4 separate regions of the Mus musculus genome follow, and all the other regions are linked to region 1. Evidence: chromatin contacts called from public Hi-C and HiChIP or PLAC-seq data. All regions are on one chromosome and are shown on one strand. The core of a region is the stretch at or near the end of the contact, and the rest is flanking DNA. Distances in the headings are between cores, read along the strand shown.

Region 1 (2,700 bases), core at 159-2,658:
GAATGCAAAGTAAGCATCAAGAACAATGCATAGAAGACCTCTTGTCTTAATGGAGTCCATGGGCTTGGAGTAAAATTGATCTGATGGATTGGTAGCACCACCCTTGGTAGGCTCCTTGTCTACCGCCAACCCTCTTGTCTACTCGACAGCGCCTCAATAAAGCATTTGGTATGTGTGGGCACATTCAAGTGTGTGGTGTGTGCATGCGTGTGTGTGTGTGTGTGTGTGTGTGCACATGTATGTGCATGTGTGTGTGAGCACATGCTCAGATTTCTGATTATGAAATGAACTCAAATGTATAAAAGAGACTTTTGAAAGAGAATTCACTTCTAAAAATGTCATTTAAAAATAATTTTTTAAATTTTAATCACCTTGGTGTTTTGCCTGCATGTATATCTGCGTGAAGGTGTCAAGATCTTGGAGTTACAGACAGTTGTAAGCTGCCATACGGGTGCTGAGAATTGAACCCAGTATTATGGTATGTCTTGGTTTTACCACTAAGCACTGAAACTCAGTTCTCTTGGAAAATAGACTATCCTGTCACGTGGATGCATTTTAATGGAATTCTGCTTTCTCGTTGGACAGTTCTGAAAACAAGTTGTTTTTCTGTCTTTTGTTTTATGTGTATGGGTTTTGTGTTTGTTTTGTTTTTTCAAGACAGGGCTTCTCTGTGTACTTCTGGTGGTCCAGGAAGTCACTCCATAGGCCTTGAACTTGCAGAGATCCATCTGCCTCTGCCTAGAAGGTGCTGGATCAAAGGGGACTTAGAGTCACCACCGCCTGGCTCTAAAGACTTCTTTGAAAGATGTATTCAGACTCCGAGACACTGTAAACATCCCAAGGCTCCTGGTAGAAGGATCCAGTTGTTTTTTAGAATGCTGTGTACATTCATATTCCCATCAGAGCGTGTGACTGTGTCCTAGCTAGGATGATCCGGCTAGTGTCCAGGTCCGTCCACACAAGATAACAGGTCTCAGGAGGGTCCAGACTGGCTCTTCTGCTGCCGGCCGGCCACAGGCTTGTAGTAAATGTTGTTGACATGTGTTTGAATGACGGAGCCCAGGAGGGTTTATCAGACAGTTGAGGAGACAGTTGTCACCAGGGAGCACTTTTCCCACAGGCTTTGAAGGAAAGGGAAGCTCGGGTGTTGGTGACAAGCTTTGGTGACACGGCCACTTCTCTAGTTGTAGATTGTCCTCAGGGCTGAGATGGATGTGCTGGCTTACCCATCACCCTTTCATCTGTTCTAAGTTAGTCTTCCCAGTAGCTGCTGAAGTGTTCTGTCCTCATCCTTATCTTTACGTAGACTCAGTTAATGGCAGGTAACCCAGCTTATGAGTGATGGAAGCATACTGTACTGTGGCTACAGGTGCCCTGTTGAGAACGCTGTTCTGTGTACGGTTAGTGTCTGTGAGGAGCACTTCCTGTAATGGGGGGGAGAGCAGGGGGTGTCTGTCAGGGAGTGCTATCCTCCCAGGGTTCATACCTGAAGCCTGTCCCCAAGCAGACAGCATTAGGAGGTTGGATGTTGGGACGTAGACAACTGATGATGTGCACTTAGAGCCTCTGTACAGGGCAGTCCCATGACTGACGATTGCCTCTCAAGAGGACATCGTGAGACCCCGGGTGCCTCCACTGAGTCCTGTATCTTCCGTGATTCCATCTTGGACTTCCCAGCCTCCAGAGCCGAGCAGTGAATGTCAGGTTTTTTGCAAGCCACCCAAGGCAAGGCATCTTGTTAGCAGCCTACCAAGTGAGACAAGGAGCACGCCTCCGGTTGGCAGGCGGTTGGCGGGTGAGATGTTGTCTCAGCCGACCAAGATGATGATGTACCCGTGGTTCTCAGCTGTTGATGGAAGAAGCCCGGGTGTGGGGGCTGCTTCTGATGAGGGCCAGGCGCCTCTACAAGGCATGTGTCACTCTTAGAAGAGAGATGGTTATCAGTGCCCTGGCCTTGGATCCTTTCCCAGAAGCCCTGTGTTGATGATGAAGTCAGATCAGGGGAACAGACCTTCTAAAAGGGAAGTGTGGGTGGGAGGTAGGAGGAGAGGAGAAGAGAGAAACAAAACAAAATCCAACCCCCCCCCCCCCAGATGCGATAGGGCTTTCCCTGTGTGTGCTCTGTAGCTATGCCTACAAGGCAAGGCTTAACGTATTGTAACCTAATCAGCCTCTTGAACAATTACAAAACAAACTTTAAAAACAGACAGGATAAACATTTGATACATTTTGACTTTCAAGTTACTCCTTTGAAATTGTGAGAGGACTTCACTCCTGGGTGTTAAAGCAACACTCATGCACGCCACTCCAGGACCTCACCACAAGGTCACCCCTCTTGCCCACAGTCTCTGCCCACCCATACAGATACCCTTCAAGGACCCACAGGTCCTCTAGGCCCTTTAATGTCCCCAGCTCTGAGGTGCTCCCTCCAGCTCTCCTGGATCTTCTCTGCTGTGACACTGACTGTCCAGCAGCTGTGGTAGAAGCGACTGAGAGGAAATGAGAATGGGGCCAAAATAGCCAGTTATTAGGTTTCCTGTTGCAGAGGATGTGGTCGGTTGACTTTGGTTATCTGTGAGTCTGGCCCAGGGACTGGGCTCAGCTAGCAGTTAAACATGTGGGGGGAGCACAGGCTTGGCTCCTCTGACAGAAATTATCAGAGTCCTCAGGACCCCCCCCCCCAGGAAAGCCAGTGGGGTT
Region 2 (2,700 bases), core at 35-2,534, 180 kb after region 1:
GGGAGGAATACTTTGCGGTGGTATCTGCTGGGCTGGCCCAATTCTAGCCTCTTCCCCACCAGGAATGGTACGTGGGTAACTTGTATTAATGAGGGAGATGGGGTGTTGATAGACCAGGAGGCATCAGAGATAGATCAACCAGTACAGTGCTTGCTGCACAGGCCTGAGGTCCTGGCTTCCATCCCTAGAACGGATAGGGGGGAGCAAAAAACAAACAAACAAACAAACACTGAGCATTGTGATGTGTGTCTGTTATCCCAGCGTAGGTTTCAGGCCAATAAGAAACACTGTTGTAGTAGTTGTTGTTATTGTTGTTGAAGGAGAGTGATGGACAGCGTCTAAGGAATGATACCTAATACCCAAGATCGACCTCCACAAGTACACACACACACACACACACACACACACACACACACACACACCACACACACACACACACACAATAGCCTACAGTTCTAGCATCCTGAAATCCACCGCCTGCTTTACAGTGTGTTGACTGTACTGATAGCTCATCGCGATGTTGCCCCTTTCTTCAACTGTCCAGCCAGGATGTTATTCCAGCTAATGTCTATCAGTCATTTTCTGTCAGTGAGATACCAGATGTGCATGAGTCAGGCCTCGTGAGCAGATGCCAGATGTGTCTGGCATTCCTGCAGAGCCCACTCCCGGAGAAGAATACCCAACCAGCAGTTCCTCGGGTGTAACAGAGACACCAGAGCTGATCTGATGGAAATACCCCAGGACCGTGGCTAGGAGCAGGTGCCTGGACCACCCACACTGACCGTACAGTCAGATGGCTAAGGTGGAGTCAAGGAGTTACAGTCACCAGACAACACAGGGAGTCAGCATTCAGGTTCAGTCAAGGCTTTGCTGCCTGGTTCTACTGCCAGCCCCTTTCCAGACAATCCTCCACAATGACGTTAAACAGGAAGTGAATTTCTACTTCCGTGGTGTTCACAAGACACAGGCATGGTGCCATATGTTTTTTTTCTGAGCCCTCAATCATCAAAGCAACCCCCAGAATGCACAACTATTGTCCCCATGGTACAGAATGGGGAACCAAGGCCTGAGGGCTCAAGATGCTCAGTCAAATGTTCAGTAAGGCGTGCTGAGTCTCTGGAGAGAGGCAGGAAGGAAACCACAAAGCCAAATTGTCCAGTCAGAAGCCAAGAGAACCTGCAGGGCCAAGCCATATTCTCCCACACACACACCTACCTGCCTCCCTAAAATACCACAGACAGCCCAGCCCTGGGGGGGAGTTGCCAGCCTCGAGGCTGAGAGAAGGGGCCCAGCTTCCTTCCTCCTGTCAGAAGTGACTTCCGATATCCCCAGAGTGTGTCAGTCAACAGGCACAGAGCCTGCCTGCCCCTCTGATTTCAGACTTCTGAAGGACCAGCCTCCTTGGTGTCGGAACCCTGTCCCTTCCTCACCCTTGTCCCTGTTCTGGGCCACCATTCATAGGAAGCCAGGCCAGCTTGGCAATGGTCCCATTCCTAAGCCTGAAGCCTTCTGCACCAGGCCCAAACCTCCCGGAGCCCAGAGACTGTGGGATGTAAATAAGGCCCCTCCAGCTACATCTGGCTTCCTGGAAAGGCGCCCCAACTCACGGAGCCCTGTGCAGAGCTCTTCCAACCTCTTCTGGTATCTTTGCCCTCCAGCATGGCATGACTCCTCCTCCTGTTTCCTGGGCTGACTCAGGTAGAAAGCTCCAGAGGAGTCCTCCCATGATCAAAGCTGTTTCATCAGAGCCGACTTCTCCTAAGACGAACAGCCTATCTGCTAATGCGTTGGTGCAGCTTCAGACTCTGGCTCCAAACCTCAGTAGGAGGATGGGCTGGGGCAGCAGATGTAGGCACCAGAGGAGCACACAGCAGCCTCTCCAGTCACCCAGAACCTGCACAATCCCTATACACCCCACATTATTGACATATACCTGCATCTATTCATACATGCATATGTGCATATATTACATTCACTCCTGAGTGTAAGCATACATTCATACATGCATGTGCGCACTGACTCGTATGCATTCATGCATTCTCACTTTAATTCAGACAAACCTTCGAGTGTCTCCTATGGGCCAAGAATTAGTAATGTATTAGAGGGAAAAAAAAGTGGAAGACACCTGCACCCTGGAATTAGCATGCTAGGAGGGAGAGAGGCCAGAGCGAGTCAGTGGTGTGTGACACGCATACAAGATGGTGGCTGTTGCAAGAGAGCAGCCAGGCAAGGGCTTGAGCCTCAAAACTTGCTCTTAATAAACTGACTGAGTACTTTTCGCAGGATGCTCACAGCCTGGCTGGTTCTTTTTCCCCAGGGGTCTTTAAGCTGTGCACCTAGGATGGGTGAACCAGAGGCTCCAAGAAGGTGTGTTACAGCCCTCAGATGCCAGGGAGAACACCAGCTGGTTACTCACAGACAACACCAGCCCCAGCAGGTTTAGTGAGACTCGACAAGGCTCACACCCAGGTTCCAGTGTGGTCCAGCCCTAGTATACATAGGACTCTAGGCCCTCTGAAGCTGTGGTTCCTACCCGGGCAGTACTAGGACCCTGGGACCACCGGCAACAGCCGGAGAAGGTATAGCAGACCTCTGGGATAGAAATAGGACCCAGCCTATCACCATGATACCTCTGGACTGCCAGGATTGAGTCCCCAGGTGGCTTAATCCAGAGGTGGGAGTCCCCAGGTGTGGCTTCTG
Region 3 (2,700 bases), core at 90-2,589, 210 kb after region 1:
ATCTGAAATGAAAAAGAAAGACAAATATGGAAGGTGAAATCAGAGAAAAGTGGACTTTAACTGAGTTATCCCAGAATAAGAATGAGAGTGGGGGAGGCATGAAATAATTTTCAATTTAAATGATCTCTCTCTCTCTCTTCTCTGTCTCCTTCCTTTACTCCTGCCTTCTTTCCCTCCCTCCCCTGTCCTTTCCTCTTTCCCCTTGCTCTTCCTCTTCTTCTTCCTCTCTCTCTCTCTCTCTCTCTCTCTCTCTCTCTCTCTCTCTCTCTCTCTCTCTCTCTTTCTCTCTGTCCTTTTTCTCTTTATCCTCTCCCCCACTCCTCCCTATGGGGATTACTTTGGCCTCAATCCTTGGAGCCAGTGAACTTGCCAGAGACCAGCTTCCCAATAAACACGCCTTTAATATAAAACAAAAACAAAACTTCCCAGATGTAAAGACAGATATTCTAACGGCCTCCTAAGTTCCAAGTCTGATATGAATAAAGTGTCTCAGAGAGCTTTCGAATTATGACATTTCAGAACACTCAGGATAGAGGCTGATGGAGTTGATTTTTAAAAAAAGCTGGCCCTCTTATGAGACTCATTATTCAACAGCTGCTTCAAACACGTGACATGTATTAGTTCATTTAAACTTCACGCACAATAGGGCCAGGAGAGATGATTCGGCCTTTAAGAGTGCTTCCTGCTGTTCCACACGGGGCAGCTCCCAACCACCTGTAACTTCAGCTCAGGGCATTTAAAGCAGAACCACAGACTACAGTCATCCTCGTGGCCTTAGGTGGTAGCAGGGCCATGAACATCAACATAGGCCTGGCAGCGCTAGGTGCAGTAAGACTATGGACCAGGATGTGGCTCTCAGTGGCAACATGGGGCTGGAATCACCGTGGCCCCCAGTGACAGCACAGCTACCCACATGATGTGGCCCCCAGTGGCAGCATTACCCACAGACATCAACATGGTCTCAGTCTGCAACACAGACCATGGACATCTATACAGCCTTTGGTGGTAGCACACGCCATGGACATCAACATAGACCCAGCTGCACCAATACTTACCTTGCAACTGATACCTAAGGTCATGGTGATGTCCAGGTTCGTCCTGTCACAGAGGGCCATATTAGGGTCTGCGGTCTTAGTGTAGCTGGATCTGCATTGATGTCTGTGGCCTGTGCTACCCAAAGTCCATGTGGAAATCCATGGTCTATGCTCCCGCCTGAAGCCATGGTGATGACCATAATCCCAGCTTCATCAGAGGGCCTTGTCTGGGTCCTGGCCCTACTGCAACTGGGAGCCTTGTTTGTGGTCTGTGCTGACTTCAGAAACCATGTGAAACCCATGATTCATGCTCTCCCAGTTCATAAAAAGCAAATAAACTCCTTTGACGGTGACATCAATGACTGCAGACGCACAGTTGAGAAAAAGGGAAGTGGACGGCTTCTGTGACAACCCCTCCCTCCACCCCATGCCCACCCCCAAACGGTAACAGCCTAGTTACTCTTAAAAACTGTGATAGAATGCTGAAGTGTCTCTCCACAATAGATGGCTTCCAGCAGAGGTGTGGGAGGGGAGACTTAGCTCTACTTAACAGGCTGAGAGTTTGACCATGCTCCAGTGAGTATACAGATAACAAAATTGCACTTTTTTGGGGGAGGGAGGTCACTGGGGATGGGGCACACAAGGAACGACTAGGAAACAAATTTGATACAGTGTATGATGTGAAATCAGCAAGCAATCAATAAAAATATTATGTTGGAAAAACAAAAAATAAAATAAACGTCTTGGCCTTGTAGGCATCTACACTTACATGGCACACACACACATACACACACATACACACAAACATACACAAATACACACAAACACACATACATACTACCATCACACACCACACACACACATAAACACACACAAACACATACACATGACCACCACCACCACATACCATACACACACACATAAACACACACAAACACACACAAACACACACGACCACCACCACCACACACACAAACGTACACACAAACGCATATACACACAACCACCACCACACCACACACACACACACACACACACACACACACACAAATACAAATTTAAAAAATAGGTCTTTAAACCTTGAAATACTCCTAAGAACTGGCTACTATTTGCATGTGTTTTTTCCAGTTGAAAATGAGGAGCTTATCCACCACACACAGCTGGCTCACGGGAAAATGAGGTTCATACCTGAAACCTGCCCGATTACCTCAATTCCTTAACTACCACTTCCTTTTAGAAATCGGGAAAGAGCTGCTTCCAAACTCTGGCAGAATAAAAACATGTTTAATGCAGAATTGACTTAAATATGAATCAAGTGTTAGGGATCATGACACATTTTCACATGTGCAAAAACTTAGTGCAAAAGCTCAGATAGGAGAAAACCCACTTCCAGATGTCCAAAACCATAAACGTAGTAGCATATTAAACACGCTCTGGGAATCTGAAGCCCTGAAGTTAATATGTCCAATTAATACCACGGTTAATCGTGATCATCAATTTGATAGGATCTGGAATCAACTAAGAGACCTGACTGGGGTGGATCTGTGAGGGCACATCCAGAAAGGACACGCTAAGGGGAGAAAGCCCTCCCTCAGAGCAGGAGGGCTACTGGCAGGCATTACCCAGAGATAGAGTTCTGAGGAAGAAGCGGTTAAGTGTAGCCACC
Region 4 (2,700 bases), core at 63-2,562, 150 kb after region 1:
CCCAGATGGGGTAGTTAAAAGAATGTTGTGTTGGCCTTGAACTCAGAGCTGCTCACTCTCCTGACGCCCCAATTCTGCCATCTTTACATGGAAATGATAAACACTGAGCCTTCCTCCATCTGAGGGTCATGGGGATGCCCAGCTTTAAGAACAAGGTACTGTTGGTTAGTGAAAGGCTGTGCAGCTCTGAAGGATTGCTGGCCCCATAACCTCTCCCCCAACAGCTGGCCGCCCCGGCAGCGTACTGTGCTTAAGGGAGCCTCGGAGCCCTGCGATTGGGCTGGGATTCCTCCAATAAACCTTGTGTAGATCCCCCCACCCCCATTCTTGGCTCCCAAGCAATTTTTCTTCCAGTGGAAGTTGCCAAGTTTTTATGGCTATTGGGTTATCTTATCCATCCAGATGGTTAGTGTTAATTTATGCTGAAATAAATGTGCAAAACCTCATTTGTCTTATTGCTCCCGAAACATGAGGTGTAGGACCTAAAAGACCTTAATATCCAGCCTCCTGCAAGCCAGGGTGTGATATGACTGCCTGCTCTTTCATTCACTCTGGCTCGAAAGCCTGCTTTTCTATCCCTTGATATTTATGTATAAGCAAATTAGGTTGTTTGGTATAAGAAACTCAGACACATTTTATGACTTTTAATATATATGCTTGCCTTGGGTTTGTTAGCTGCTTTTTATTGAGGAGGGAAAAAATAAGCTGTGATTTATTAACTGATGATAAATTTCAAACACCTTTTCTGTACTTTCAAAAACATTAATCATTAGGTATAATGTTAGAGTCGGTGACCAGGGATTTAAAGAGTCATTAGCTGTGTGGCCTCCCTTGGTATGTCTCTCAGGCTAGCGCAGCCACGTCCCCGTCTCGTGAGTAAATACTGCTGTCAAGCCCACTGTGAAGGAGGCATGGTGGATGTGAGACCCGAGGAATGCAAATCACCTGGGAAATAGCAGAGAGGACCACAGTGGCAGAGCTGATAAACGGTTCTTTCCTATGTATGTGGACTTCCCTGTGGAGCAAGCTGGGTCAAAATTAGAAGCCGTGCTGGGGCTGGTCCTGTACCCTCTGCTTGGACACTCACTGAGACGGGGGTTGTTTCCAAAATTCCTCTTGTGTCTTTCGTGAACTTTTCAAGCAGGAAGTTACCAGAGTTCTAATAGGAGCTGGCATTTCCACACGATGATTCATGGGGCTGACTGGAGACTTTCTGAGAGTCAGATGTCTCCGGTCACAGTCCGGAGACCAGGCTATGGGACAGTTAGCTGTATTGTGGTAGATACTTATCTATTCCCTTGAATACAGAAGGCTCAAGGACGGAGTAGGTGATTCATAATGGTTCCAATAAAAAGGCAGATGCTTGCTTCTAGAGCTGGGTCCACACAAGTTCAGTCATGATGCGTCACTTTCTGTGGGACACTTTGAGACTTCCAGTCAAGGCGTGCAACTGTGGTTTCCAGAGAATCCTCTAAGTGGAGCCTTTGGGTTTTTTATTAGTGTTACCTTTTGAGGGTTTTCATTTCTTTGTTTTTAATTTTATGAACTATTCTTTAAAGGGGGTAGGGCATGCTACGATAGTTCTAGCCTGTCTGAGCATGACAGACATGGCTCTGGAAGGCTTTGGCCCTACACCCCATTTCCCCTGCCTTACTAAAAATTGCTAGGTTACATTCCTAAAGCTAGTTACCAAGGTCTATTCCCTTATTTGGCCACTTCCTCCTGTGGTATCAAGGTCCCTGTCAAATACTGAAGTCCAGCAATCAAAAGCTCCCTTTGGCTCACCTAATTAATAAATGCCTCACCCTAACACAGAGTTTCCCCTTTTACCTTTATAAACCCCCATTTGCCTCTGGGCCACCTCTGCCCCCTCTCCCTTGTTTCCTCCCCTTCTCCCACTTTAGCTCCTGTTTTGTCTCTCATTCCCTGCCCTCTGTCCCTCTGGGGCATAGAAATCTCTTTTGTGCCGGGAACTTGGTCTTGGGGTGTTGGGAGCCAACTCCAAGGTTCTCTACACATGCAAAAACAAAAAACAAACAAACAAACAAACAAACAAACAAACAAAAACCAAAAAACAGACACCAAAATTAACCAGCCCCAAAGCCCAGAGCCATGGACTTCTAAAAAGCTAAAATAGGCCTTTGGAGCAGAAGCTGTGGAGCTTCACACTAAATTTTACACTTTCAATATTGAATGTATTTTATGGACTTACCCACCACCAAAACCAAAAAGAATCAGACAGTCGGATGTCGCCATTTTCTTTAACAGTTTTACACACTGAATCTTGTTTTTTACTGTCTCTGCACTATCTGGCCGGACAGTTGGGTGGGTCCTTGTTTCCAAAGCACCCCCTTTCCTATCTGGTTGCCATCAACTTACAGCTAAGACAGCAGCCTTTCTGGTTCTGTGAGACTAAAAAGAGTCCTAGGCTTCAGGATCCAAGGACCAACAAGGCATGAGTTTCAGAGGCATTTCTTAAACGTTTCGTGTTGATTGCTTGTCTTCACTCTTGGGTGACTAAGCCATGGTTGTTGACTGATCTCTTAAAAGAGTCTTCCACCCCAGAGGCACTAAATTGTCTAGGGTCCCGGATGATCTTTAGATATGACCAGGATAAGATGAGATGGGACACAAGATCAATACAGTTCTAGATCCCTTCTTTTTGTCCCAGAACGGCCATTTCCCAGAGAGCTCCAAAGA

Evidence for each region. Hi-C and Micro-C count contacts between places; a contact is called where the count stands out from the background. HiChIP or PLAC-seq counts read pairs in DNA pulled down with a chosen protein or histone mark.
Region 2: a contact with region 1 is called in a BATF HiChIP or PLAC-seq map of CD8 T cells, with 6 read pairs. The contact joins two enhancer-like sites. A contact is called at or near these places in 11 of 484 Hi-C or Micro-C datasets (DN3 thymocytes, the G1E-ER4 cell line, bone marrow-derived macrophages and 7 more), 8 of 115 datasets of contacts at active chromatin or transcription factors (the 3134 cell line, CD8 T cells, DN3 thymocytes and 5 more) and 1 of 9 other capture datasets (embryonic stem cells).
Region 3: an H3K27ac HiChIP or PLAC-seq map of acute myeloid leukemia shows a contact between it and region 1, with 3 times the contacts expected there. The contact joins two enhancer-like sites. A contact is called at or near these places in 2 of 15 datasets of contacts at CTCF or cohesin (the NIH/3T3 cell line and large pre-B cells), 2 of 484 Hi-C or Micro-C datasets (bone marrow-derived macrophages and neural stem cells) and 3 of 115 datasets of contacts at active chromatin or transcription factors (acute myeloid leukemia, embryonic basal ganglia and fetal liver).
Region 4: a contact with region 1 is called in a Hi-C map of uterus, with 2.8 times the contacts expected there. The contact joins two enhancer-like sites. A contact is called at or near these places in 5 of 39 promoter capture datasets (the HPC-7 cell line, cranial neural crest, frontonasal cranial neural crest and 2 more), 5 of 484 Hi-C or Micro-C datasets (the N1E-115 cell line, natural killer cells, nephron progenitors and 2 more), 4 of 115 datasets of contacts at active chromatin or transcription factors (DN3 thymocytes, bone marrow-derived macrophages, embryonic basal ganglia and 1 more) and 1 of 9 other capture datasets (embryonic stem cells).

Annotation. Positions count from the first base shown.
Region 1 is chr10:83,002,668-83,005,367 of GRCm38.p6, forward strand. The region is part of intron 1 of Chst11 (carbohydrate sulfotransferase 11); the gene reads left to right. Among named protein-coding and RNA genes, the nearest start is that of Chst11, 19 kb to the left of the region's middle. Within about 2 kb of position 1,409, at least 146 of the 459 cell types and tissues checked have an H3K27ac peak or open chromatin away from gene starts, as enhancers often do. A contact at or near this core is called in CD8 T cells, the G1E-ER4 cell line, the HPC-7 cell line and 5 more, where this site is marked.
Region 2 is chr10:83,183,142-83,185,841 of GRCm38.p6, forward strand. All of the region lies in intron 2 of Chst11 (carbohydrate sulfotransferase 11), which reads left to right. Among named protein-coding and RNA genes, the nearest start is that of Slc41a2, 150 kb to the right of the region's middle. Within about 2 kb of position 1,285, at least 150 of the 459 cell types and tissues checked have an H3K27ac peak or open chromatin away from gene starts, as enhancers often do. A contact at or near this core is called in CD8 T cells, the G1E-ER4 cell line, the HPC-7 cell line and 3 more, where this site is marked.
Region 3 is chr10:83,214,377-83,217,076 of GRCm38.p6, forward strand. No RefSeq gene overlaps it. Among named protein-coding and RNA genes, the nearest start is that of Slc41a2, 120 kb to the right of the region's middle. Within about 2 kb of position 1,340, at least 54 of the 459 cell types and tissues checked have an H3K27ac peak or open chromatin away from gene starts, as enhancers often do. A contact at or near this core is called in acute myeloid leukemia and bone marrow-derived macrophages, where this site is marked.
Region 4 is chr10:83,151,224-83,153,923 of GRCm38.p6, forward strand. The region is part of intron 2 of Chst11 (carbohydrate sulfotransferase 11); the gene reads left to right. Among named protein-coding and RNA genes, the nearest start is that of Chst11, 170 kb to the left of the region's middle. Within about 2 kb of position 1,313, at least 86 of the 459 cell types and tissues checked have an H3K27ac peak or open chromatin away from gene starts, as enhancers often do. A contact at or near this core is called in the HPC-7 cell line, bone marrow-derived macrophages and uterus, where this site is marked.